2 separate regions of the Podarcis muralis genome follow, and region 2 is linked to region 1. Evidence: chromatin contacts called from public Hi-C data. All regions are on one chromosome and are shown on one strand. Each heading gives the region's core, a stretch centred on a gene start, on an enhancer-like site or on the middle of the called end of the contact. The rest is flanking DNA. Distances are from core to core; before and after follow the strand shown.

Region 1 (4,938 bases), core at 1,104-3,603:
AAATTTAGTCCAGCAACTTCTGGAGGTCATAATGTTGGCTAACCCTGCATTAGAAGCTTCAGGTACTGGCGAGTGGAAGCTAAGAAAATGGTGTCAAGCCAGTTTTAGCAGAATTCCAGGAAACTGTACAAAGATTTAGAACCAGATGGACCACAATGATACAGTGGTACCTCGGGTTAAGAACTTAATTTGTTCTGGAGGTCCGTTCTTAACCTGAAACTGTTCTTAACGTGAGTTCCACTTTAGCTAATGGGGCCTCCCACTCCTGCTGTGCCACCACCACATGATTTCTGTTCTCATCCGGAAGCAAAGTTCTTAACCTGAGGTACTATTTCTGGGTTAGTGGGGTCTGTAACCTGAAGCGTCTGTAACCCAAGGTACCACTGTACTTGATCTTAGCCAACAGGCCGAGAAGCGATGGTAACACACTAGTACTACCCAGCACAAAACACCACAACATCCATCAAAGTATGAACTGTCCATTAGAGAGCGTAAGTAGGGACAAAGCTCAGCTAAATTGCATGAATCCTACAGAAGTGGAGCTTTAAGTAGTGTTGAAAGCCCAGAGAATGGCAGAGAAATACTGGAGACCACCTGAGAACCAGATATAAGCTTTCTTTGAGGGATGGCTACGCAGGCACAAGCATAGTAATTCAAAGTCAAGGATATGTAGATACCCAAGGCCAGCCTCAGGGTTGAATGTAACTCTCTCTATTAAAAACTCCTCTATCAGTTGGCAAGGAGTAGACAATATGTCTCCATAGCCTTCTGTGGCCTGGACACATTAAATCCCCAAATTATGATGTTAGCAGCACCAAAAGAATGAGAAGCCAAACTGGCTTTACTGCAAAGTGAGGCTTGTCTTGAATTAGGAGGTGTTAAATAAGCAAAAAGGGTGAGTCTGCAACTCCACCCCTGTGTGTATACATGTTTGTTATACATCTCATGCAGAGCTCACAAGTACTGTTTCCTATTCTGTTGAAATAACTGACCTTCATAGCTTCTCCTTCCAAAACAATAAAAGGAAAATACTTTGTGGAGGTCACAAGGTTCTGACAAGAACATGCTGTTATGTACAGTATTCCAAACCAGAGGACTGCACAAGATAGTATGAACATTTAAACAGAAGAGATGTGTAAGTGACTGGCCACCAAGTTACAGATTTCAGCAGCTGTCCATGCACTTCAAACTCATCCCATACACAGAAGGGGCTTGGCTCAACAAATACTCTTTGGTAGGTTAAGAGGTGGCAACCCTTTGGAGCATAAATGGATCAGCAAGTCCCACAGAACAGATCCCTCACATAAACAGCCTGCTGTTCATCATCTAAGACACTGATACTCAGAGGTTGACTGTCTCTGAGCTTGGAGGTTTCATCAACCTATTATGGTTAACAGCTAAGAACATAAGAGGCCTGCTGGATCAGACCAAAGAGCCTTCTCCCACTGTTGATCCCCAGCAACTGATAATAATAATAATAATAATAATAATACTTTTTCAAATAAAGCAGGTAACACTAACAAAAGTCCACTGCTCATTTTTTCACTTTGGTGATAAACAACATTAGCCACACTCAGACCAGGCCCAATAAAATTGGTAGGCCTAATTACTAATACTGCCCATTGATTTTGTGGGGTCTGTTCGCAATAATGATGGACGGATTTCACCCCCACCCGTAATGTCAGATCCTGGGATGTACCAAACTAAGTTCTACACTGGGCAGACCCAGTGAAACCAATGAATCAGTTACTTATGTCCATTAATTTAAATGAGTCTACTCTGGGTATGACTAATGCTGGACGCGATCCTGTGTGTGTGTGTGTGTGTGTGTGTGTGTGTGTGAGAGAGAGAGAGAGAGAGTGTGTATTCTACACTTATAATACACTCAATAGTACAAAACTGAAGCAACGAATGCCTAGAATATTTTCCCCTTTTAGAGGTATCTCAGAAGCACTTGCCATCCGTAGTGGCCTGTATGGATATATAGTATTATTTGTCTTTTATGTAACCTGCCTTGGGCCCCTTGGGCGGGGGTCGGGGCAAGGCAGGTAACAGATACAAGAAGTAAAACTGAAAGCCAGAGCCGGCCGCGGCCCTCCGAAGAACAGGGAGCTTGCATCCCTGCCTCCCTCCCTCCCGGTACCGGCTCCCCGGCCGCGCTCACCTGGGCGAGCTCCTCCCGGCAGACGGCGCAGTAGCGCACCCCGCAGAGCGCCCGCATCCGCACGGAGCAGCGGTAGCAGATGGGGTGCTCGCACCGGCCCAGCGCCACCACCTCCAGCTCTCCGCAACACAGCACGCAGCTGCTGGGTGTCTCCGAGCCGCGCGGCTCCGGCCGAGGCGAAGCCGCCATGGCGTTCCCTCGCCGTCCTTTCGGCTGCCTGCCTGCCTGGCCGGCCACGCCGCCCCTGCGGCCTACTAGGCCCGGAGCGCAGCCTAGCAACCGCCCCCCTCGCCCGCACAGAGACGTCGGCCTAGAGCGTCGGCTGCAGTGCCGCCTATCAGCGAGCGAACGAGCGCGCACGCACGCTTTCACGTCACCGCCGAGATCTTTGGACGAAAAACGCCGCCGCCGCCGCCTGGGTCGCATAGACTTAATGTGTAGACTGACACACAGGGAGCAACTCCCAGGTTTCTAAGTTTATCTTCCCCGCTTCCCTTTTTCCCGGGGGGAGGGGGCCGGAACTGCGAGCTTCCCATAGGAACCAATGGATAAAACGTTTCAGCACAGGTGCAACTGGACAGCGGCTTGTGTTTCGTCCTCCCACCACCAGTAACTAACATAGCTGCCAACGTTTCCCTTTTTAAAAAGGAAATTCCCTTATTCCGAATAGGATTCCTCGCAAGAAAAGGGAAAAGTTGACAGCTATGGTAACTAATAAGACTGGAGCGGATGCTCTTCTTTCTAATTCCTTCTGGAAATTTTCTAATTCGGGCCTTGAAAACACATGCACAAAAGGCTCGTTCTGCGCTTATTTACATAAATATTTATTTTTGTCAGGTCTTTGGTCAAAAGAAGCTGCCAGAGTCCCTGCTCTCAGGTATATGCTCTTAAAAAGACGCGGCACAAAAGAAAAACTGATTGGGAGGAAGGAGGAGAAACATAAATCTCAGGTACAAGTCCTTAGTTGCAATTTATTCTAATGAGTAGCTGGGGTGGAACAGTTCAAGGAGAGGCGGGGTCCCCAAATTGCTGGCCTTTCAGCTGCCTCTATGGGACCACCCTGCATCCCTTCTCTTCTCTCCTTCCAGCTGATGGAAGGAGCTTGCATAGTTACCTCCCTGAGCTCACTGGTTTTCAGCTAGGGCTCCAGCGGGAAATGTTATTAGACTGCCCTTTGCTGCAAGCTGGGAGTTTTGCTGCGGAGGCGGGAGACGGACCTGGGCTGGAAACCCAAACCAGATTCAGTAGTGGAACAAATTTAAAAACAGAAAACAAGAAAGACCCCGAGGGGAGGGGGAATAAAAAATTGCAAGAATAAAATGTGGTCCCAAGCCTGCACTGCGGGGTTCCCCCCAAGCAGCAAAATGGGGATAACGCACAATATTGGTATTTGCATTTGAACTGGTTAGCAGCTCGTTTTAAAAATTAAGGCCTACACCCATCTTGGCCGCTATCTTTTTTTTTGAGAGTAAACACGGGAACACTAGAATCATAATTTTAACATTGAATTAAACATTGGACAACCTTCCATTGGAAATTTTGAAATGTCTTTCAGTGCAAACCAGGAAGTTCTCAATCGATGGATTAGTCCCTGTTTCTTATCTCTATACTTCATGACCATGTCCTCCTAAAATGACGCTCTAGCATGGCGAACTTCTTTCTCTTTCTTTCTAGTCTAGAGCGTCCCCACCCATAGAGCTGCATATTCAGGCCGGCTGCTATATCAAAATATTGTAAAACGCCCCCGTCAGGCACTCAACTGTATTTGCTCCACAGACTACGATTCGTTTTGCGGCCATTTTCTCCTCCCAAGGAACTGTGGGAACTGTAGTTTGATGAGAGGAAGGTATGGCTATTTAACAGAGAAATCTACAGGGCACACACACTCAAAGCTACATTTCCCAAGAGTCTTTGGGGAAAGGTCATGGCAGTTAAATTGATCAAAAATGGCTTGTGGAAAAACATATAACTTCACAGTTATCAAGGTTTACCAATGTATTGCAGTGGTTAGAATGTTGCAGTGGGACTTGGGTTCAAATCCATGCTTGTCCATGAAACTCACTGGGTGGCCTTGAAACAGTCACTACTTCACTGCCTAGCCTATTTCTCACAGAGTTGTTCTGAGGATTAAATGGGATATTGTCTGGGAGTAAAGACAAAAATATTATTTTTCTAAATAAGAATATGAATAAATCAGTTGTAGAGTTCAAGCAAGTTGAAAGAATGGATGGTTATACATTACTAGCCCTGGGTTTGAACTGCCATTTTGTAGAGGACATTTGTGCTAGCCCAAAGTTTATTTTTATTCCACATTAGCCTCAGGCCTGGTATAAAGTTGCATCATCCTTTGGGGTGTGACACTGACATGAAATGTACACGTATGAGATTGTGTCCTCATTTTTCCTGTACAAATTCTGCTTTAGGGCATTTCAATCATTTCAGCTAGTGTGGCATAATAAGCAGCATTATCACTATAAATTTGTTTGCATTTCATTTTTTGTCTCATTTTAATAATAGGAACAGAGAAAGCTGCCTTTTGCTAAGCAAGATCATTGGTCTATCTAGACCAGCATTGTTTGCACGGACTGGCAGCAGTTCTGCAGGGTTTCAGGTAGGCAACATTCACAGCACTATCTGGAAATTCTCCCAGAGAACTGAACCTGGTACCTTAGGAAATTTTACTGACTGTTGCCTTTTTATGGTTTGTTATTACATTAAGCAGTATTTTTAAAAAATGAATTCTATTATTTTAGTCCTAAAGGGTGCTGTCCAAA
Region 2 (4,938 bases), core at 1,393-3,892, 180 kb before region 1:
ATAACACAGGTCTTGAAAGACTTACATTGGCTCCCAGTACATTTCCGAGCACCATTCAAATTGTTGGTGCTGACCTTTAAAGCCCTAAACGGCCTTGGTCCAGTATATCTGAAGGAGCATCTCCACCCCCCTCGTTCTGCCCGGACACTGAGGTCCAGCGCCGAGGGCCTTCTGGCGGTTCCCTCACTGTGAGAAGCCAAGTTACAGGGATTCAGGCAGAGGGCCTTCTCGGTAGTGGCACCTGCACTGTGGAACATCCTCCCACCAGATGTCAAAGAGAACAACAACCACCAAACTTTTAGAAAACATCTGAAGGCAGCCCTGTTTAGGGAAGCTTCTAATGTTTGATGCATTACTGTATATAATTATTTTGTTGGAAACCGCCCAGAGTGGCTGGGGAAGCCCAGTCAGATGGGCGGGGTATAAATAATAATAATAATAATAATAATTATTATTATTATTATTATTATTATTATTTCCACAAGTTCTAGACTTTCACTTTCTCTATGCCTTGCATAATTTTATAAACTCCCTATCATGCTCCTCTTACTCACTTTTTCTCCAAACTAAAAAGTCCAAAATGCTGCAATGTTTCCTCATTAGAGAGTCGCTCTGTCCCCTTGATCATTTTGATTGCCCTTTCTGAACATTTCCTATAAGTTTCCTATTTTTGCTGCACTGTAGTGCCAACAGATGACAATAATGCAACCGCAAAAGGGAAGCCTTGCAGAACAGCCAATCGAGCAGAATAAACCTACCACTAATGCAAGATTATCGTGTCTATTACACGTCACACAAAACACCGACCATAAAACACCAGTCCGGAAGGGTCCCTAAATTGTGAGACAGCTAATTATTATTTTCATGGGCCAGTAAACTTCTGTCAGCTGGCTTGTGTGATCCACCTGACACGATTGCATTGGGTAATGGAGGAGAAATTAATCCCTTCCACAGGATGCTTTTGAAACCACAGCAATAAGTTTCATCACTGTGCCAGTTTTATTCTTGAAGTGAATGGGGAAGCAAAATGTGACCTTGAAAAATGGTAAAAGTGTTTGCTGCAATGGCGGTCCCAGAGACAATTTTCTCTGTGGTAGCAGCCCCCAATTTGCGGGACTCTCTCCCTACAGAGGTATATCTAAGAACCTTCATTGTATGACTTTCACCATACGCAGAACATACACCTCTTTTTGCCTCAGCCTTTGACAGTTAAGGGCTTCTGTTTTGAGGAACTCACCCCTTTTGCACAATTTACACACTACCGTTCCATTTGGAACGGTTTTATTTGTTTAATTTTCATTCATTCATTTATTTGCATTTATATCCCACCTTTTTCTCCAGGGAGCTCCAAAGTGATGTATATGGTTCTCCCCGTCCTCATTTAATCCTCACAATAACCCTGTGAGGTAGGTTAGGCTGAGAAGCCGTGACTGGCCAAGATCACACATAGGGAGTGAGCTTCATGGGAGAGTGGGGATTCGAACCCTGGTCTCCCAGATCTTAGCCGGACACTATAACCACACTGTCACTCATTTCATTTTATCCTCATAATATTATCATCTGTTTTTATAACTGTGTATTTTAAACCACCCTGGGACCTTATTGTGAAAGGTTAATAAGAAATCTTATAAATAATTTTAAGACAATAGAATTAATTGATTAGCCCCATCATAACCCCAACAGGTACCAAGTACTGTTTATTTTCTAAACCACCCTGATATCTTTGGATGAAGGGTGGTACTGTATATAAATTTTAACAACAAAAACAGTCCCTTTTCTCACTCTGATGCTGTGCCTTCTATCTACTTTCTGGGAGTATACCGTAAACCTCCATAAATAGGCAGGGCGCTTAAGATTCTTCTCAGTTTGTGCTCATACAAGCATTTTTCTTTGTACAGTATTGGGGGCCAGCTGAGTCTGTGCCCCCACCAATCTACCCTCTATAGAGAGGGGGGTGCATAACCCCCTATAAATCATGGGGGCAACCAGCTTTCTCCAAGTTAGTTGTCCCACCCAGATGTTCTATGAATATGTGACCAAACAAAAACACAACTGAAGGATGAGGGTGTCCCTTTGAGACAGGCGTCTCCAACCTGGTGCCCTCCGGGGGCTGATGGGAGTTGTAGTCCAACCGTATCTGGAAGGCGCAAGGTTGGCGAAGACTGATGTAAGAAGACCACCATGGCCAGAGTTTTATTGACTGCGCCGCTACCCCCGAGATTGCAATCCCCGCGCCGGGTGGCCCACATCGTGGATCCTCCCGATCCATCCACCCACCGATCCCGGGGACGTGGAGGGGAAATCAGTTCCCCGCTTGCCGGCGCCTGCCGCGGGTAGTGAGTGGGGTAGAGATTCTGCGGGCTAGGTCCAGCCCCGCGCAGGGTGGATTCGTTCCTTCCCCGTGGGATGATTTCCCCTTACCGGGTTCGAAGTGGTCCTGATAGATCTCGCCTCCTCTAAAGACGCAGAAGGACATGGCAGCGATCGCTCTCTCCCGGCCCCTGACGCCGCTCCGGCCGGTTCCCGGTTATATAAGCGGCCGCCCTCCGTCCCTCCTCCTCCTGGCTCTGTGTGCTCCGTCCGTCGCCTGCAGTTCCAGCGGGAGCGGCGCCAGGGGGCGCTGCCGGGCAACACTCCGCCGCCCGCGGAAGCCGAGCGCGCAACGTTAGCCCACGCGCGAAGAGGCAAACGGGGGGGGGGGGGGCGCTCAGAGGAATCCCGGAAGAGCTGGCGTAGGATCAGGCACAGATTAACTGCCTTCCTGGAGCAAGTCAAAACGGGCCTCTTTAGTTCCGGTTTCCGTTCTCTCTAGTGGTCGACCAGATGCAGGGGGCAGTTGTGTCCTTTTGTGGGGGGTGGCGTCCAGGGCCCCAGTCACCAGAAGGAGTAAGAACCCCTCAAACACACACACACACACACACACACACACACACAATGAAACAGGGCTGGCAATGCCACATTTTGAAGGAAGGATGTGATCTGTGGTGGGGCCACCACTTTCAAAGCCCTGCTGGCCCACACTGATCTCTCTCTCTCTCTCTCTCTCTCTCTTTTTGTAAGGGGCAGCCACAGACATTTTGGAGGTGGAGCACTGAATGACCCATAAAGGTAAAGGGACCTTTGACCATTAGGTCCAGTCGCGGACAACTCTGGGGTTGCGGCGCTCATCTCACTTTATTGGCCGAGGGAGCCAGCGTACAGCTTCCAGGTCATGTGGCCAGCATGACTAAGCCGCTTCTGGCGAACCAGAGCAGCCCACAGAAACGCTGTTTACCTTCCTGCCGGAGCGGTACCTATTTATCTACTTGCACTTTCGAACTGCTAGGTTGGCAGCAACAGGGACCGAGCAACGGGAGCTCACCCCGTTGCGGGGATTCAAACTGCCGACCTTCTGATTGGCAAGCCATAGGCTCTGTGGTTTAACCCACAGGGCCTTACCCTCTCCCTAAAGCAAGGTGAGAAGCTTAAGGCCCCCAGGGACTCTCCATCTGGCCCCCAGGACTCTCCCCAGTTATCTCCTGCTTATCACAAGGTTTGTGTTTGGCTACATAGTGTGAGAAACTATGGAACTTGCTCCTGCAGAAGAAAGTGAAGGTCTCCAACTTGAATGGTTTTAAAATACTGTAGGAGGTTATAGATGGTGACTACCTATGATGACTATGCTCTGCCTCCAGTGTTAGAGACAGCAGTGCTTCTGAATACCAGTTGCTGGAAACCACAGGAGGGGAGGGTTTTTCTTGTCCTTAGGTCCCACTTGCAGGTTTCTCTTTTGGGGCATCTGGTTGGCCACTGTGAGAACAGGATGCCACTGGCTTGATCCAGCAGGTTCTTCTTATGTAAAGTAAAGAAGAAAAGGTAAGTAAAACTGCTCTAGTTTTTGCACCCTAGAACAGCAGCAGCAGCAGCAACTGAAAACTTTGCAAGGGGTCCCTATTTCCACAGTTTCTCGTTTTCCCAAGGACAGAATTGCCAAGAGGAGAATGCTCATGGCTTGTCCTGAACTGACCCCCACCTCATTGCAAGAGGAGGGGAAAGGGAAAGAAGCCACACCCCCACGTTGTGATTGGCCAGCTCTGCTATACGGTACCTCTGTGTGCAATCATAGGCTGTGGGAGGACGGGGTGGGGGGATGGAGCTCCAGCATTCAGTGGAGGGGGAGCTTTTGAGAAGGGGGGCAGCAGAGAAGGATTCTATTTTTAGCCTCTTTGATCCAGTGGCATATGGATCTGTAGGATGCTACTAGAAATCACAACAAGGTTTTTGTTCATGTTATCCCCCAACCCCCGTGAAATTGCATTCCTTCATCTCACTGTGCTCTCCTTTGCTGTCCTAGAGATTGCAAACGGCGGCGGCAGCACGGTGGCGGCTATGTATCCCCCATCCGTCAAGCAGATTTTTCACCCTTCCTCGAGACTGGCTGGGCATGGCGTGTTTCTCAAAAGCATCCCTTCCCTCCCCTGCCCCCCCTGTGATTGGACCGCACAGCGGGAGGCTGCAGCAGCATCAGCACCAGAATGAGCTAAGGATGCTGTGCTCCCCGCATTCCTCCATCCCTGGCACTCTGCTCTCTGGGCCAAACCTGCAGCTCTCCCCCCCCCCTTCCCCTCCCCCTCCTCAGAGCCCTGCTTCTGCCATGGCCAGGATGGCTGTAGCGGTGGCCTCAGCCGCTGCACTTCAGCTTAAATCTGGATCAGATCAGGTGGTGATGCAAGCAGGCAGCCGCGCAAGCTGCGATGCTCCTGTCCAGACTGGTAGATGGATAATCCTGTACTAGCAGCTGCGGGGCCGCGTGAAAAGGATCACCATCCGTGACCCACGTTCCGGTCCCAAGGGGCAGCAGGAAAGTCCAGATCTTGGCCCGCTGAAGGCATAAGGAGGAAGGCACCCCCCCACACACACAAAAAGGTGAGCTTGATGGAGAGGCTGGCAATTTTAGGT

What was found. A called contact is a pair of places that touch in the nucleus more often than the background predicts.
Region 2: a Hi-C map of blood shows a contact between it and region 1, with 4 times the contacts expected there. The contact joins the promoter of MSRB1 here to the promoter of ZNF598 in region 1. A contact is called at or near these places in 2 of 3 Hi-C or Micro-C datasets (blood and tail).

The regions. Positions count from the first base shown.
Region 1 is chr14:32,603,536-32,608,473 of rPodMur119.hap1.1, reverse strand. It overlaps ZNF598 (zinc finger protein 598, E3 ubiquitin ligase), which reads right to left and starts at 2,353. Exons shown (of 12, transcript XM_028705493.2): 1 at 2,165-2,353. The coding sequence starts at 2,353. LOC144325536 (a long non-coding RNA gene) reads left to right here and starts at 2,494. Exons shown (of 4, transcript XR_013390720.1): 1 at 2,494-2,871; 2 at 3,002-3,114; 3 at 4,682-4,775.
Region 2 is chr14:32,788,326-32,793,263 of rPodMur119.hap1.1, reverse strand. MSRB1 (methionine sulfoxide reductase B1) reads right to left here and starts at 2,642. Exons shown (of 4, transcript XM_028707281.2): 1 at 2,422-2,642. The coding sequence starts at 2,476. It overlaps LOC114584268 (testis-expressed protein 2-like), which reads left to right and starts at 4,141. Exons shown (of 14, transcript XM_028705960.2): 1 at 4,141-4,905.